Regions from separate parts of the Sus scrofa genome. Here all the other regions are linked to region 3. A link is a contact called in public HiChIP or PLAC-seq data. All regions are on one chromosome and are shown on one strand. The core of a region is the stretch at or near the end of the contact, and the rest is flanking DNA. Distances in the headings are between cores, read along the strand shown. Region 1 has its middle 170 kb from the start of SYK. Region 2 has its middle 81 kb from the start of NFIL3. Region 3 overlaps AUH (methylglutaconyl-CoA hydratase, mitochondrial).

The links. HiChIP or PLAC-seq counts read pairs in DNA pulled down with a chosen protein or histone mark.
Region 1: a contact with region 3 is called in an H3K27ac HiChIP or PLAC-seq map of alveolar macrophages. The contact joins two enhancer-like sites. A contact is called at or near these places in 5 of 47 Hi-C or Micro-C datasets (embryonic fibroblasts, epiblast stem cells, liver and 1 more) and 2 of 2 datasets of contacts at active chromatin or transcription factors (alveolar macrophages and skeletal muscle).
Region 2: a contact with region 3 is called in an H3K27ac HiChIP or PLAC-seq map of alveolar macrophages. The contact joins two enhancer-like sites. A contact is called at or near these places in 1 of 47 Hi-C or Micro-C datasets (embryonic fibroblasts) and 1 of 2 datasets of contacts at active chromatin or transcription factors (alveolar macrophages).

The regions. Positions count from the first base shown.
Region 1 is chr14:2,274,448-2,279,560 of Sscrofa11.1, forward strand. No RefSeq gene overlaps it. Among named protein-coding and RNA genes, the nearest start is that of SYK, 170 kb to the left of the region's middle. Within about 2 kb of position 3,109, at least 12 of the 83 cell types and tissues checked have an H3K27ac peak or open chromatin away from gene starts, as enhancers often do. A contact at or near this core is called in alveolar macrophages, where this site is marked.
Region 2 is chr14:2,681,853-2,686,854 of Sscrofa11.1, forward strand. No RefSeq gene overlaps it. Among named protein-coding and RNA genes, the nearest start is that of NFIL3, 81 kb to the left of the region's middle. Within about 2 kb of position 2,774, at least 14 of the 83 cell types and tissues checked have an H3K27ac peak or open chromatin away from gene starts, as enhancers often do. A contact at or near this core is called in alveolar macrophages, where this site is marked.
Region 3 is chr14:2,450,433-2,455,438 of Sscrofa11.1, forward strand. The region is part of intron 4 of AUH (methylglutaconyl-CoA hydratase, mitochondrial); the gene reads right to left. Among named protein-coding and RNA genes, the nearest start is that of AUH, 93 kb to the right of the region's middle. Within about 2 kb of position 2,984, at least 10 of the 83 cell types and tissues checked have an H3K27ac peak or open chromatin away from gene starts, as enhancers often do. A contact at or near this core is called in alveolar macrophages, where this site is marked.

The DNA.
Region 1 (5,113 bases), core at 1,859-4,358, 180 kb before region 3:
GTAACTAACTCTTTGGGTAACAAATACTTGCCTCATGGTTAGGACACACTTAATTGCTAAAAATTTTCTATATATGCTTGAAAATAGTGTATGTGTTTTTCTAGTGTCATTTTTTCATTTTCTAAAGTTTTATTGAAGTATAGTTGATTTACAATGTTGTGATGATTTCTGCTGTACAAAAAAAAAGATTCATTTACACGTGTACACACCTCCACTCTCTTTCAGATTCTTTTCCCACATAAATTATCACAATATTGGGTAGAGTTCTCTGCGCTATACCGTAGGTCCCTGTTGGCCAATCATTTCATTCCATTGCTTTTTAGGGCCACACTCATGGCATATGGACGTTCCCAGGCTGGGGGCTGGAATCAGAGCTACAGTGAGCTGAGCCACACTGAGCTATACTTCAGTGTGCATATTCTAGTCCCAAGCCCTCAATCCATCCCTCCCTCTAGTTGTCCTTTAAATCATGTAGCATTTAATCTTATGTTCTCCATCTATTGGTTTGTCCAGTCATAACTAACCTCTATTTGAGAGTTCTGTTTTCAGAGGTTCTTGTGTGTGTCACTGAATTGGCCACAGAAGTGTTTACAGGCATTTTAGTCGACCAGTTTGCAGGAAATGATGCCCTGGAGCTTTCCTTCGAAAACTCAGTGGCCCTTCCCCAAGGGCCCCTTGACATCTGTGCTTCTGGAAGGTAGAGACACAGCTCCGAGGCCAGCCCAAAGGGGAACCAGGGGTAAAGCTCATGACTTGCTGCCACCTGGGAAGTAAAAGTGTCCTGCACTGATAGCCCTTTGAAGCAGAGACACGCGAGGAGAGACTGAGCTCTGCAGACATGCACAGATATGTCCCTTTGAGATTGTCTTCTAAAATTAAATTGTTCCGATTGAACTCTCAAGGGTGTTAATAAGATCCCTCTTTTGAGCCATCCTGCTCTACCCAATTGCCTGCAAAAGGACTCTGAACATCCCCAAATTTCCCAACCCTCTGATGGGACCAAAACAACAGGGTTTTCTGTTAGAGGTTTGTTTTTTGCAGCCTTGCTAAGGGGAGGGGACTGAGACTCGTCATGAGTTATAAGATGCAGGAAAAGGGGTTCCTGTTGTGGCTCAGCAGAAAGGAATCCAACTAGGAACCATGAGGTTGAGGGTTGGATCTCTGGCCTCGCTCAGTGTTAAGGATCCAGCATTGCCGTGAGCTGTCGTGTAGTTTGCAGACTCTGCTCGGATCCTGTGTTGCCATGGCTATGGTGTAGGCTGGCAGCAACAGCTCAGATTAGACCCCTAGCCTGGGAACCTCCATATACCGCAGGTGTGGCCCTTAAAAGACAAAAGACAAAAAAAAAAAATACATTAAAAAAAAAGATGCAGGAAGACCCCAGGGGCAGACCTACACCTTAAAGCATAATGGAAAAGATTTAAAAAAGGATAAAGAATGTGTGTATATATATATATTTATGTAAATATATGTATATCTGTATGCAAGTGTGGAATACACACATATATACATAAACATATATACACATATATACATATATACACACATATATACATATACACATACATACATGTATAGACACATACACACATAGACACATATATACATGTATGCTCACATATACATATATACATGCATATATATGTATAAATGAATCACTTTACTGGACAGCAGCAATTAACGCAACATTGTAAATCAACTATACTTCAATTTAAAAAAAAGAGCAGTTTTTTTTTAAGTTTCATCAGGGCAATTTAATAAAGGAACCAATTACAAGAGTTAAAGGAAAACAATGGGGGGCTAATAAATGTAGGTGCCTTTAGGTCTAAAGGAGCAAGGTGAGGGAGAGGTCAATGGGAACAAGGCTTGGTGGCACATTTCTTTTTAATGCTGATTATCTAGTTGTAACACAGTTTATTTAACCTGAAAGACATCTCAGTTGCTTCCAAGTTTGGACAGTGATAAATATAGTTATGTTATATTGCTATAAACATCTATGTGCAGCTTTTTGTGTAGAAAGAAGTTTTCAACTTCTTTGGCTAAATACTGAGGAGTGTTATGACTGGATCATATGGTAAGAGTATATTTAATTTTGTAAGAAACTGCCCAACTATTTTCCAAAAAGGCTGCACCATTTTGCATTCCCACAAGTAAGGGATAAGAGTTCCTGTTGGAGGAGTTCCCCTCATGGTGCAATGGAAATGAATCCGACTAGGAAGCATGAGGTTGCAGGTTCGATCCCTGGCCTCCATCACTGGGTTAAGGATCTGGTGTTGCTGTGAGCTGTGGTGTAGGTCACAGATGCAGCTCAGATCTGGCATTGCTATGGCTGTAGTGCAGGCTTGCAGCTGTAGCTCCAGTTCAACCCCTAGCCTGGGAATCTCCCTATGCCGCAGGTGTGGCCCTAAAAAGATTTAAAAAAAAAAAAAAAAAGAGTTCCTGTTAGAAACAAAAAGAATTTTTTTTTTTTTTTTTTTTAGGTTCAAATTACCATCAGGAGAAAAACAGTGAGCTGAGCGGCAGGGTCATTCTGATAGGGCTTTTAAAGCATTTTAAATTCCAGAGATGAAGTGGGCCAGGGAGGCTCAGAGAATTTTCAGGTTATTTTTTGTTGTTGTTCACCTATGAGCCTCTTGCAAAACTAAAAATGAATAATAAACAGATGAGAAAAGTTCTGCTCCCAACAGTAATGAAAGAAACACAAGTTGAAAAACAATGAGACAGCATTTCTCAACTCTTAGATCAGCAAAGAGTAAAAAATGATAACATTTGGGCTTTTCAGGGACAAAAAAAAGCTGATGGTATGATAAAAATGTTATAAGATTCTTAGGAAAAAAAAAAAAAAGGTGGCAAAACCCAATAACTCCCTTCGTTAAGACATGTATCCTAAATAAGTCATCCACTTGTACGGGGGTGGGGGGGAGCTATTAAAATTGCCTGCACACATCCTGCTCTCTTCTCCTTTGGGCTCGTCAAAGGTTACAAACCACCTCCTTGGCTGGGAGCCAAGGCTGTGAACGGAAGTGATGAGTTTCACTTCCCTGCTCAACGCAGAAGGCCAGGGGGAGCTCCCCATTCACTTTGTGCCCTGCCGAACCCTGGAAGGCTGGTGGCAGTGCTGGTGTTGCTTTTGCCTCTAGGACAGAGTGACTTTGTGGAATGGAGCTCCTGGCCAGCCTTGGTTCCATTTAAAAGTGAACAAGAAACAACATTTTGCTACCTTAAGCCACTGAGATTTTGAGGTTATTGTTAACTCAAGCCTAGATGGTCCTGACATCTAAAAACTTGTATCAAATGAGATTCCTCGTAGCTTTACATTATAATAGTATAATTTTAGCCACAACTTAAATGTCAGAAAATACATAGAGTACAGACTTGTGGTTGTCAAGGGGAAGGAGAAGCTGGGGAGGGATGGCTTGGGAGTTTGGGGTTAGCAGAGGCAAATTGTTATATACAGGATGGATGAAAAACAGGGTCCAACTACATAGCACAGGGAAGCATATTCAGTATCCTGTGATAGACCATAATGGGAAAGAATATGAGAAAGTATATATATACATACATATATATAACTGAATCACTTTGCTCCACAGCAGAAAGTAACACATTGTAAATCAACCATACCTCAATAAAATAATTTTTAAAAATACAAGATGGCCAAATACATGATGACCAGTGGTCCAGTATAATACTATAAAAAATATTCTATGATGCACAAAACTGGTATGTTGAGGGTCTGGGAGCCATAGGAAGAGTCTCACAATGAAATGCTGAGGAAATAAGGCAGAATATTAAACTACCCATACAGTATGCTGACACTTTTGTTTAAAACTGTTGATATAAATGCAGAGGAACAAATAAAAGACAAATATCACAACGTTAGTAGTGATCATGACAGTGAAATAACACAAAATTAATGTCCGAAACCTAAGGTTGGCCATCCAAAGGGAGCATTGAGGGCGAGCTAAAAGATGTTATTGCGTAGAACATGGAAAAGATAAGTAAGAACTCTTTTCCAAAACCGCAAGAGCAGTAAGTGGGAATCAGTAATGACTGGTTATAAGAAGAACTGTTTCATTGAGCAAGCAGACCCACTACTTGTGAAATCATTTTATGGGGCATAGTGCCAACTTACTCCTCTTTTTTTTGTTTTCTTAATTTCCACTGGCAATTATCCAAATCTCAGGTTATAGGCTTGTCAGTTATAGCTGAGGAAGAAAAACAGGCCACATGACTACTAAAACATGCAAGTGGGTGTCAGAAAATATTCTCATGGCCTCTAAATTAAAGTCAAGTCTTGACTTGGCTGTACAGCAGAAATTGACACAACATTGAACATCGGACACACTTGAAACATTTTTGAAAAGTAAAAATTAAATCTCAGAGGAGAAAAAAAGTCAAGTCTTGAGGTATGGATTAACAGCATGGACCACTTGGTTTTGTCTTCCCCAGAGATTTGAAAACGATGCCAAAGTCTGACTGTCCAGCAACATCATGTCCTTGGGAAGGGGTGGGCTTACCGAGGCAATAGGAACATTCTGCTATTATTGGGGTCTCTTCTAGGAATGACTGGGGAGTGAGGCAAGCTGGGGGAGCATCGTGTTTTTAGAAACGACCATCAGACTGCCTGGATCTCAACAAGACACTCAGCATTCCAACGATTCCAACTTATTCCCTTTCTGGGGATGTCCCTCGGCCTGCAAAGGAACTCTTTCATCTGTGCGGGTTTTCCCAGAGGTGACCACAGAGGAAGTCCATTTCTCAGCAGAGTTTGAGCTGGAATGACTCCCACATAAACGCTGATAAACCTTTTTTGGAGCCTAAAAATGCTGTTGTGCGACACCCACGGCTCCTGAATGTCACCAGCTGGGAAATTACTACTGTTCTCATTGCCTGGCAAGAGTGACAATTGAGACGGTCACTGTGAGTGCAAAGCAAGGACAACGATGACGATGGTTTGCAGGACAACTTGGAGAGAGAAGTGAATGGAGAGACTTGAGTGTTGGGAGAAGGGAACTCGGTTGGAATTGTTGCTAGGCTCTGGGTATAAGAAATGGATAATCTGGAGTATCTCTCATTCATTAGTCACTTGGAGGTTTTATTTATTTATTTA
Region 2 (5,002 bases), core at 1,524-4,023, 230 kb after region 3:
ACCAAGAAATAAGGCTGGGATGGAAATATAGCCATCAAGCTCAACTGTCAGAATATCATGCCTCCCTAAAACCTGCATCCAATACAAGGCATCTCATTAACTCCTTTGTCTCTCTTTCTCTATGATTGGGGCAGGATGGGTGGGGAAGACTTTGGTATGGAAAGGGCAGGGGTTGGAAACGACAGGTCGCAGTAGAGGGACTTGGAGAGACCCATTTCTCTTTCCAAAACACCGTGTGACAAAACTGCCCTCCACCCCCAGCCCTGGCCTCTCTTCTAAGTTCCAGATGCAAACATCCAGCTGCTTCCAGGGCATCGCCACAGGGGTCTCCCTCGGGCACTTTACGAGGGCTTGGCTCTGCCCTGGGCTACAGGTCACCAGCCAGAACCCCTGAGGACCACCCCGTTTGTCGCCACGCTGTCCCCTTAGCACAGGGCCCAGGGGTGGACATGTGAGGTCGCCAGTCTGCCCATTATAGCGGGACTCGCAGTGCCCCAACCATCACCACAGAAGCTGAACAAGGGATCCGACCTGAGGATGGAGGAGAAAGGCAGTAATTACACAGAGGATGATATGCTTGGGAGAAGCATTTAACTCTGAGTGCTAAAAGGACTATCTGAGCATCCAGGGGGAAAGTCTAAAAACCCCAAACACCAGAGTTCCCTTTGTGGCTCAACGGTTAACAAGCCCAACTAGTATCCATGAGGATGTGGATTCGATCCCTGGCCTTGCTCAGTGGGTTCAGGATCCGGTATTGCTGTGAGCAGACGTGGCTCGGATCTCGAGTGGCTGTGGTGGTGGTGGAGGCGGGTGGCTACAGCTCCGATTGGACCCCTAGCCTGGGAACCTCCATATGCTGCGGGTGCAGGTTTCAAAAGACAAAAAAAAAAAAAAAAAAAAAAAAAAAAAAAAAAAAAACCCAGAAAAACAAAAAACAAAAACCCCAAACTCCTCCCCATGGTGCTTTGCATGCACAGCGCAAAGCCTTTTCCCTGCCCACTTCGAGCTGCAAAGGTGTGACTCCCAGCATCTCAGGGAAGCCCACCCGGACTGCTCTTCCTGTTACTGCCTCTCCAGCCCCCTCCAGGGTCTGAGTTCTGGCCACTCTGTGTTCCTTGTTGTTTCTCCAAATGCTGCAAGCTGTTCTATCCTCCCTGCCATCATGCTTATTATTTTTCTTGGACTTCCTTCATCTTTTAGCTACTCTGTCTGACTTCTTCCAAATCCCTCTAGTCCTTGTCTTAAGCATCCCCTTCCCTGAAACCTCAGCTGAGTTAGAGGAATAGCAGTATCAGTAAGGGTGCTGCACTGGACCCTGTAACACAGGACCCGTCTCTTTTTCTCATGCACTTCCTCTAACTCAGAGGCTTTGCATCCTCAGTGCTTGGCACAGCACTTGGCACATACTGTTTCATCAATAGTTTTTGGGAAAATGAATGCTGTAAAGAATAGCATGCTTGTGTCCAAGACCTGGGATCAATGTCCTGCTTTGCTATTTGCAGGTGTGTGTTTTTGCTGAGCTAGTTTAATTTCCCTAACTTCAGTCCTCTTGTCCATAAAATGGAGATAATGATAAATTTCCTTTCTTACTCTAGTGAGGATTAGCATCAAAATAAGAGAGTTCATGTCAAACTCAGAAGTCTTATCCAAATATAAGCTTTTATTTTCCCTTAGGCAGCACCTGCAACACATGGACTTTCCCAGGGTAGAGAACAAATCAGTGCTGTAGCTTTTGGAAACTCTTGAGTCTTTTGTTTTTTCGTTGTTTTGTTTTGTTTTGTTTTGTTTTTTTGTCTTCATGGGGCCATACCCTCAGCATACAGAAGTTTCCAGGCTAAGGGTTAAATCGGAGCTGCATCTGAGGCCTGTGCCTCAACTACAGCAACAGCAACCTCGGATCCGAGCCTCACCAGTGACCTACACCACAGCTTTCGGCAACGCTGGATCCCTAACTCACTGAGCAAGGCCAGGGATTGAACCCTCATCCTCATGGCTACTAGTCAGGTTTGTAACCCACTGAGCCACAATGGGAACTCCAACGCTGGGTCCTTTAACCCACTGACCAAGGCCAGGGGTGGAACCTGCATCCTCACAAAGACAATGTCAGGTCCTTAACCTACTGAGCCACAATAGGAACTCCCAGATACAAGATTTTCAAAAAGGAAAAGAGAAAATAAGAAGAAAAAGAACAGCCAAAATTTGCGTAACTTATACAAGGTGATGGGCACTGTTCATTTCATCCCTGTAGCCATTTCTGAACAGAGGCTACATCATTTGCCCGGGACATGGACATCAAGCTAGGATGCACCAGGCCGTTTGGATCCAGAGTATGCATGCTTAAACGCCCACTACGGTAATAATGATTAACGCTAATACTGACTGCAAGTTTTCTATATGCTGAACTCCACAAGGAGCATTTTATAAATATTCTTCTGTCCTATATTCTCGGCAGCTCTACCAGTGCACCCATTGAGCAGATGAGAAAACGGAGAAAGTGAGGTGTTGTCACTCAACCATGGGATGAGGCTGCTGTCCTGACCCAAGGCCCATACACAGAGCCCACGTTAAGCTGGGGAGGGGACACAGGAGGGTTGAACACGAGGGCCACAGCACCCAGGCCTGAGGATCCACGGAGGAAGCTGAGTTAGGGGTCAAGGATGACGCTGACCATGAGGCAGCTTTGACGCTAAACTCAAAGCCTTTGATGGTTTTCGAGCCTCTGCGGGAAAAGGAGGATGTGAAACAAAGGGCTAAAGCTGAGGATTGTTGGGAAATAAGTGGGCTGGCAAGTTCCTCTTGAGTTTAGAGGAAGAGCCTTAGGCAGTCAGGCAGAGCCAGGGAAGGTTCGGAAGCGCCAGGCTGTAAATGGGGTCCCCTGGGAACGTCTCTCATCTGTAAAGAGCCCATGCTTCTCTTTCCTCACGTTGGGTTAACATTCTGATGTGCTCAGTGGGGTGTTCGTGACAGATTGAGGTTAGGAGTTTTTGGTGGGAATACCACAGACGTAAAATGCTGAGCTGGTCTCAGCTCATCAGATCAGAGGCGCCTGAAGTCAGTCTGTCCCACTATTGCTGCAGTTGACTTTGATCGCCCAGTGAAGGTGGGGTGGGCCAGGCCTCCCTGCTCTGAAGCTACTGTTTTCTCCTTTGTAATCAACAAGCATTTGGTGGGGGAGTTTCCATCGTGGCTCGGTGGTCATGAACCATGCGGGTCTGGTCCCTGGCCTTGCTCAGTGGCTTAAGGATCCGGCTTTGCTGTGAGCTGTGGTGTAGGTCACAGACACAGCTCAGACGCCAAGTTGCTGTGGCTGTAGCCGAGGCTGGCAGCCACAGCTCCTATTCGACCCCTAGCCTGAGAAATTCCATATGCTGTGGGCACGGCCCTAAAGAGACAGAAAAAAAAAAACAAACATGGGAAAGTGTGTCAAGATGATGGATTTAATCCTGTTCGCTCATCACACTCGCATTCACTAGTTCTTGCGTTGATTGGTGGTTGTCTGGATCCATTATTACCGTGGTCATTGCCGAAAGGTGACTTTTTAATTCATTCATTCTTTTTTTTTTTTTTTGTCTTTTGTCTTTTGTCTTGTTGTTGTTGTTGTTGTTGTTGCTATTTCTTGGGCCGCTCCCGCGGCATATGGAGGTTGCCAGGCTAGGGGTCTAATCGGAGCTGTAGCCACCGGCCTACGCCAGAGCCACAGCAACACGGGATCCGAGCTGCGTCTGCAACCCACACCACAGCTCACGGCAACGCCGGATCGTTAACCCACTGAGCAAGGGCAGGGACCGAACCCGCAACCTCATGGTTCCTAGTCAGATTCGTTAACCACTACGCCACGACGGGAACTCCCATTCATTCTTTAAACCCAGACTGAGGGACATTTTACAAATAACTGGCTTATATTCCTCAAAACTATCAATCTTGTGAAAAACTGAGAATGATTTCAGATTAAAGGAGACTGAAGGGACAAGATAACTAAACGCCATGTGTGACCTGGACCAGGAGACTTTTATCCTTTTGTGCTAAAGAACATTATTGGGACAGCTGGTTAAATTTGAATAAGGGTGAGAGATTCAGTCATATTATATCAATGTTAATTTTCTGATTTTGATAATTGTGCTTGTATAATGGAAAAGAATGTCCTTGCTTTCAGGAAGGACTCATTGAAGCATTTAGGAATAAAAGGGATTTTTGGCTGCAACTTTCTCTCAAACAGTTGAGAGAAAAATAGTGTGTATCTATAGCAAATGATAAGACCAATACAGTGCAAAGTAAATATTTGGGGAATCTGGGTACATGGTGAATGGGAATTGTTTGTACTATTCTCACAAATTTTCCGTGAAATGATTTCATTTTTATTTTATTATTATTTTATTATATTTTATTTTATTTGGTTTCAGCATGCAGCAGATCTCAGTTGCCAAACAAGGGATTGACCCCAGGCCTCAAGGGTGGAAGCACCGAGTCCTAACCACGAGGCCAACAGGGAACTCCTTTTGTTTTTAATTTTTAACTTAATTTAATTTTTTATTATTTGGCCGCAACATGCAGCAGCTTGTGAAATGACTTCAAAGGGAAAAAGTTTAAAAAATACCCTCTGAGTCTAGACTGAACATGTGTGCTTGGCTCAAAGAATCTGCACCCCTGTGGGGAAGTGGCCGGGGTGATCTTGTCCCTGGGGACATTGAAAGGTTAGAGGACAATCTACTGCATCCCACTCTGACAGGTGCAGAGCCACAGGGGTATCTGGTAAAGAGCATCCTTCTCCTAGTGCTGGTTGTAGAGGAGGAAGCATTTGAGTCAAATGAGCCAAGTCTAGTTTTCTAGCAAACTTACTATTTGCTCATTGCTTCTGCCTCCAAATTCTAATTTCTGGGCATGACATTGCTATTGCCACATAACTCCCTTCTGTGTCATGTCTCCTGAAATAGATCATTCCAGAGCCCGTGGCTTCCATATGACTGAAAGTTTCACGTGGCTGTAACAATAAAGTCTTTAGCCT
Region 3 (5,006 bases), core at 1,734-4,233:
TTTTAACATCAAGAATGTAATCACTTATATCTTGAATTAACAGCAGTCAAATCTTCTTTATCAGATTGATTCTAAAAGTTGAAAATTAACAACTAGCCATCTACATTATGATGTGTAAATATTATTTAATGCCAGGCCAAGAGGTGTGCTAAAATTACATTTCAAATTCTTTACAAATCCAATGTCAAGATCTCCTGAGCACTCCAAGCAATTAAAAAAAAAAAAGGGTCTAGTTTTAAAATTAAATGGACCCGTTTTCCTCACTAATTGCTTAAAAGCATGGCCTTTCTTCCCATATTTAGGCCACAACAGGAGTTTTTCCTCGGGTTTCTAAGTGCTTCCTTTCTGGGAGGGGGTGGGTGACAGATGTCATCCCCAAGCCGTCAATCCTTTTCCCCTCAGGTGTCTTACACTCCTGCTCCAATTTGGAATGGTTGTTGTCTGGACCTATTTTATTGCTGTTATTCCTGGATTGTTTTGATGTCCAATTAGGTTAATTCCTGTATTTCCTTAAAGCCAAGTTATTTCTTTTTCTTTTTTTTTTTTTTTTCGGCCACACACACCTGCAACATATGGAAGGTCCTGGGCCAGGGACTGAATCCAAGCTGCAGCTGAGACCTACGCCACAGCTGTGGCAACAATGGATCCCTAAACCACTGTACCAGGTTGCAGATCAAACCCGTGCTTCAGCAGTGACCCGAACCACTGCAGAGACACTGCTAGATCCTTAACCCACTGTACCACAGTGGGAAGTCCCAAGTTATTTCTTAACAAGGGTCCTTGAGAAGCTAATTTTTCTAGTCCTTGTATATCCGAAAGTGTCTTTATTCTGCTATTACAACTCAATAGTAGTTTGTCAGGTAGAAAATTCTCGGTAAAAATAATGTGTTTATTTTTAGATTTTGTTCGCAATACTTATAAGCATCCAGTGCTGAAACAGATAAAACACTGCTAAATGAGTTTGATACTTCTTCATACACAATTTTTTTTCCTTCTCTGAAAATTTTTACAATCCTCTCTTTATCCTTGAAGCACTTACAAATACGTACATACCCATGGGTGACTTGTCTGCATTAATTGTGCGGGCTCTCAGTGGGTCCATTTAATACAAAGATGTGCCTTTTCTGCACCTGGGAATTATCTTCCCTTCCTCTTTTGATATGTTCCTCCTTCGTTTTCCCTTTCTCTCACTTCTACGAAGTCAAATGTCAAACTTCAGAGATTAATTTCCCATGAACCTCTTCTTGCACTTCTTTTGTCTTTGCTCTACATTTTGAACAATTACTTCAACTTTATTTTAAACTAAATAAATAAATCTAATGGCCCTTTCTTATAATATAATTGCTTCTGCATTAGCTGTTGCCTTCAGGTCTGTTCTTTTTCCTTTCAAGCTGTCAATTCTCCTCATTTATGATAACCAAGTGACCCCTTGGTTATCTGTTCATTTAAGATGGAAATACTGGAAAATGGAATTGCTCTCCCCTGCTCTGTTAGTTGGTCTATAGAAAGGCTTCTTCCTTAGTTGGAGGTTCTCAACCCTGTGTCTGACCAGGATAGGAAGCTTTACCTGATGTGAACAGAAAAGAACCTAACTTTTGAGCAGGAAACCTCCCCCCAAAAGAAGGGCTTTACAGTGGTACCAAAACTCCTTATCAGAAGTCTTTATTTTTTGAGTTTGGTTTCATATCTAAAGCAGAATCAGTTTTCACCTATTTTGTACATGCTAGCTGCCTCTGCTTTAAGTGTGTGTGCACGCATGTGAGTGTGAGCACAGGGCACTGAGAGAGTGGGGTTGGGGGACTGAACTGTACTACGATTCCATAAATAGCCTTTAACTGTACCCTGTTTTTTGGAAAACTTGTATCTAAGTTGTAACCTCTGCCATAGCTGCTGGGGCTGAGTCCCTCTCCAGGATTCCCTTAGAAAGACTGCTTTCTACTTCTCTGAAGGGCCCTTGCAGTACACCTAGGTGAGATCTTTCCCGCCTGTCTCATCTCCAACATTCCCAAAAAGTTGTTGAGAAAGCTCTCTTGCAGCGCTGTGGCTTAAGGATCTGGTGTTGCTGGAGCTGCGGCACAGGCTGCATCCGCTGCACAGGTTCGATCCCTGGCCTTCCACATTGTGGCCAAATAAAATAAAACAAAATTACTGAAATTTCTTCTTTGTTAATGATGCCTCTCTCTTTGCTTTGCTATTTACTGGTTAGTGACTAAACTTTTTTCCCCTCCTTTACAGTCTGTGCTTTATTTTTTTTTCCTTTATAATGATTTTTATTTTTTCCATTATAGCTGGTTTACAGTGTTCTGTCAATTTTCTACTGTACAGCAAGGTGACCCACTTACACATACATTTATACATTCTTTTTTCTCACATTATCACGCTCCATCATAAGCAACTAGACATAGTTCCCAGTGCTATGCAGCAGGACCTCATTGCTTATCCACTCCAAAGGCAATAGTTTATATCTATTAACCCCAAATCCCCAATCTGTCCCACTCCCTCCCTCTCCTAACTGGCAACCACAAGTCTGTTCTCCAAGTCTATGCTTTTCTTTTCTGTAGAAAGGTTCATTTGTGCCATATATTAGATTCCAGATATAAGTGATATTATATGGTATTTGTCTTTTTTTTTTTTTTCTGACTTACTTCACTTGGTATGAGGGTCTACAACAAATACTAACAGACAGAAAAGGAGAAATTGATGAGAATACAACGACAGTAAGAGACTTTAACACCCTACTCACACCAATGGACAGATCCTCTAAGAGAGAAAATCAATAAGGCAACAAAGATCCTAAATGTGCTTTCATTCTGATGAGGTTTTAAAATGGGCAGTTGGCAAATGACAGTGCTGTGCCTAGTCCACCTTCTTGACTGGAAGGCTTAAAGATTTTTAAGCCTAGAGTGAAAAGTCATACTCACACCCCAAAGTAGAGAGAACAGCATAAAGAATGTCATGCACTGATGACTAATTCTCAAAGATATTTTAAGCAAACAAAATTTGATCATTGGCAGACTCCTCATTAATAACCCCTGCTGAGTGAAGTCCTCTGTGACTAGCCTTTGGGTAAGAATTACACAATACTGAAAAAATCATTTTGTAAGAAAGAATCTGTCATATAGTTTGATTTTGTAATCAGGGCAAGAGTTCCTTACACCATCTGTTGCACGGGATTTCACAGAATAACTGTCCAGAAGGAGACACAGGCCCCAGAGAGGCAATCTTCTTCTTTTAATAGGTAAGAGGAGCTCACGACTTGGGTAGGTGTTCTGGGGGCACACGCAGTCACAGGCTGGGGCAATCCCATCTTGCCCATCAATTAATGGAACAGGCAGGACCCTCACCCTCTTTTAACATCTTCTTCATTGGTGACTTAAAAGGTTATATATAGTTTAATATAAATACTGTGAAGGCCAGACTGTTAACTTTACATAAAATTGTAAAATAAAATGAGGTTTTTCAAGAAACTACGAGCATGTGACACGTGTTCCCTTTTAGGTCTGCTTTGGTGGGAAGGTTTGGAAGCACAAAGGAGTAAAACCAGATCTTCAGCACATGGCGCAGGTCTCTTTATTGTCAGGCCAGATAGCAGCAAAGGAAGTGTCAGCTTAACCCACTAATACATCGCGAAGACTCAGAGTTAGCAATGCGCGTGCTAGAGAGATACCCCAGCTTCCAAATGTAAAATTCCATGGACAACTAGCACTTGTATGGGACCCTGCAGTATATAGCACAGTTTCTAAAAGGTAACAAATAGAATAAACCTGACCACAGCTTTGTAACAGAGATTTACTATTACTCATTTTACAAAGAAAAGCTCAGAGACCTAAGTAACCACCACACAATTAGTAAATGACGTAAATTCAGTCACCTTTAACGCCAAATCTTCACCGTGTAGAGCATGGCCTGTCTTTCCCTTTGACTGTTCACCTGTTCCCTTTTCGTGGTGTCTGGTTCTTGTTCAATGGCTGTAATAGCCAATAGAATAATCCAAGGTTTTCGGATGTATGTTTTCAGTTGCCTGCATTTTTTTCTGGCCCTCATCTACTTACCCCATGAAGCCCTCGACAAGTGGAAGCAGGTGTAAAGCTACTGCTAGGAGAACACACCCCATGAAGCCCTCTATAAGTGGAGGAAGCCTTCTACAAACGGAAGCAGGCATGAAGCTACTGCTAGAAGAACACACCATCTCCTTGGGTTGTGTCTTCAACTAAAAAGATCAGCACATTCCACTCCCATGTCCCATTCTTGCTGGCAGTGGTTCAAGGACACTCAAGTGTCACATGGGTGATGTCTGATTGCCTCTTCTCAGGTGCAATGGGTACCCCCAGGCAACAGGGAAGAAATCCTAGTCTCTTTTCCTTCCTCTGTGAATGCTGCCTTCCCTAAGGCTACAGCCACCTTTTTACACTAGTTCTTAGGAGGAGAATAATAGTGAGGTTTGGCTGGTTCTGGCCCCTCTCCGCAAATATCACATTCCCACCCAGAACCCCTTCTCTTGGACTCACAGATCTGTCCCACTAACTCTTGGCTTTGGATACACACTGATCATCAAACACCAACTCCAGATGACTCTGAGGATGCCCTCTAGGAAGGTAAATGTAGACTAAATGTAAAACTAAAAACCAAGCATATATTTAACAAACAAGAACATAAAACAAGACACAAGTCAACTTCCTGTCGATAACATTACCCTTAAAAGTTTACTCAAAAAACATTGTTTTCTTCTATACTTGAAAGCAGAAAGCACTTCATCCAAACTTTGGATTAAATTAGGCTTTAGCATTATCGCACAGCCCTCCTCATCCGATGGAACATTTCTATGACAAGAACATCCTCTAGGTTAAGCTCATTCCAACATAACTCACTCCTGTGTCAGGAAGGAGACAATATTTAAAGTGTCTGCAAAACCTATGACTATGCAGAGAACACACATGCATACTTAGGCTGAGAAAAATACGATAGTCCATATACATATTTTTTTAAAACCCTAAATTTCTATTTAT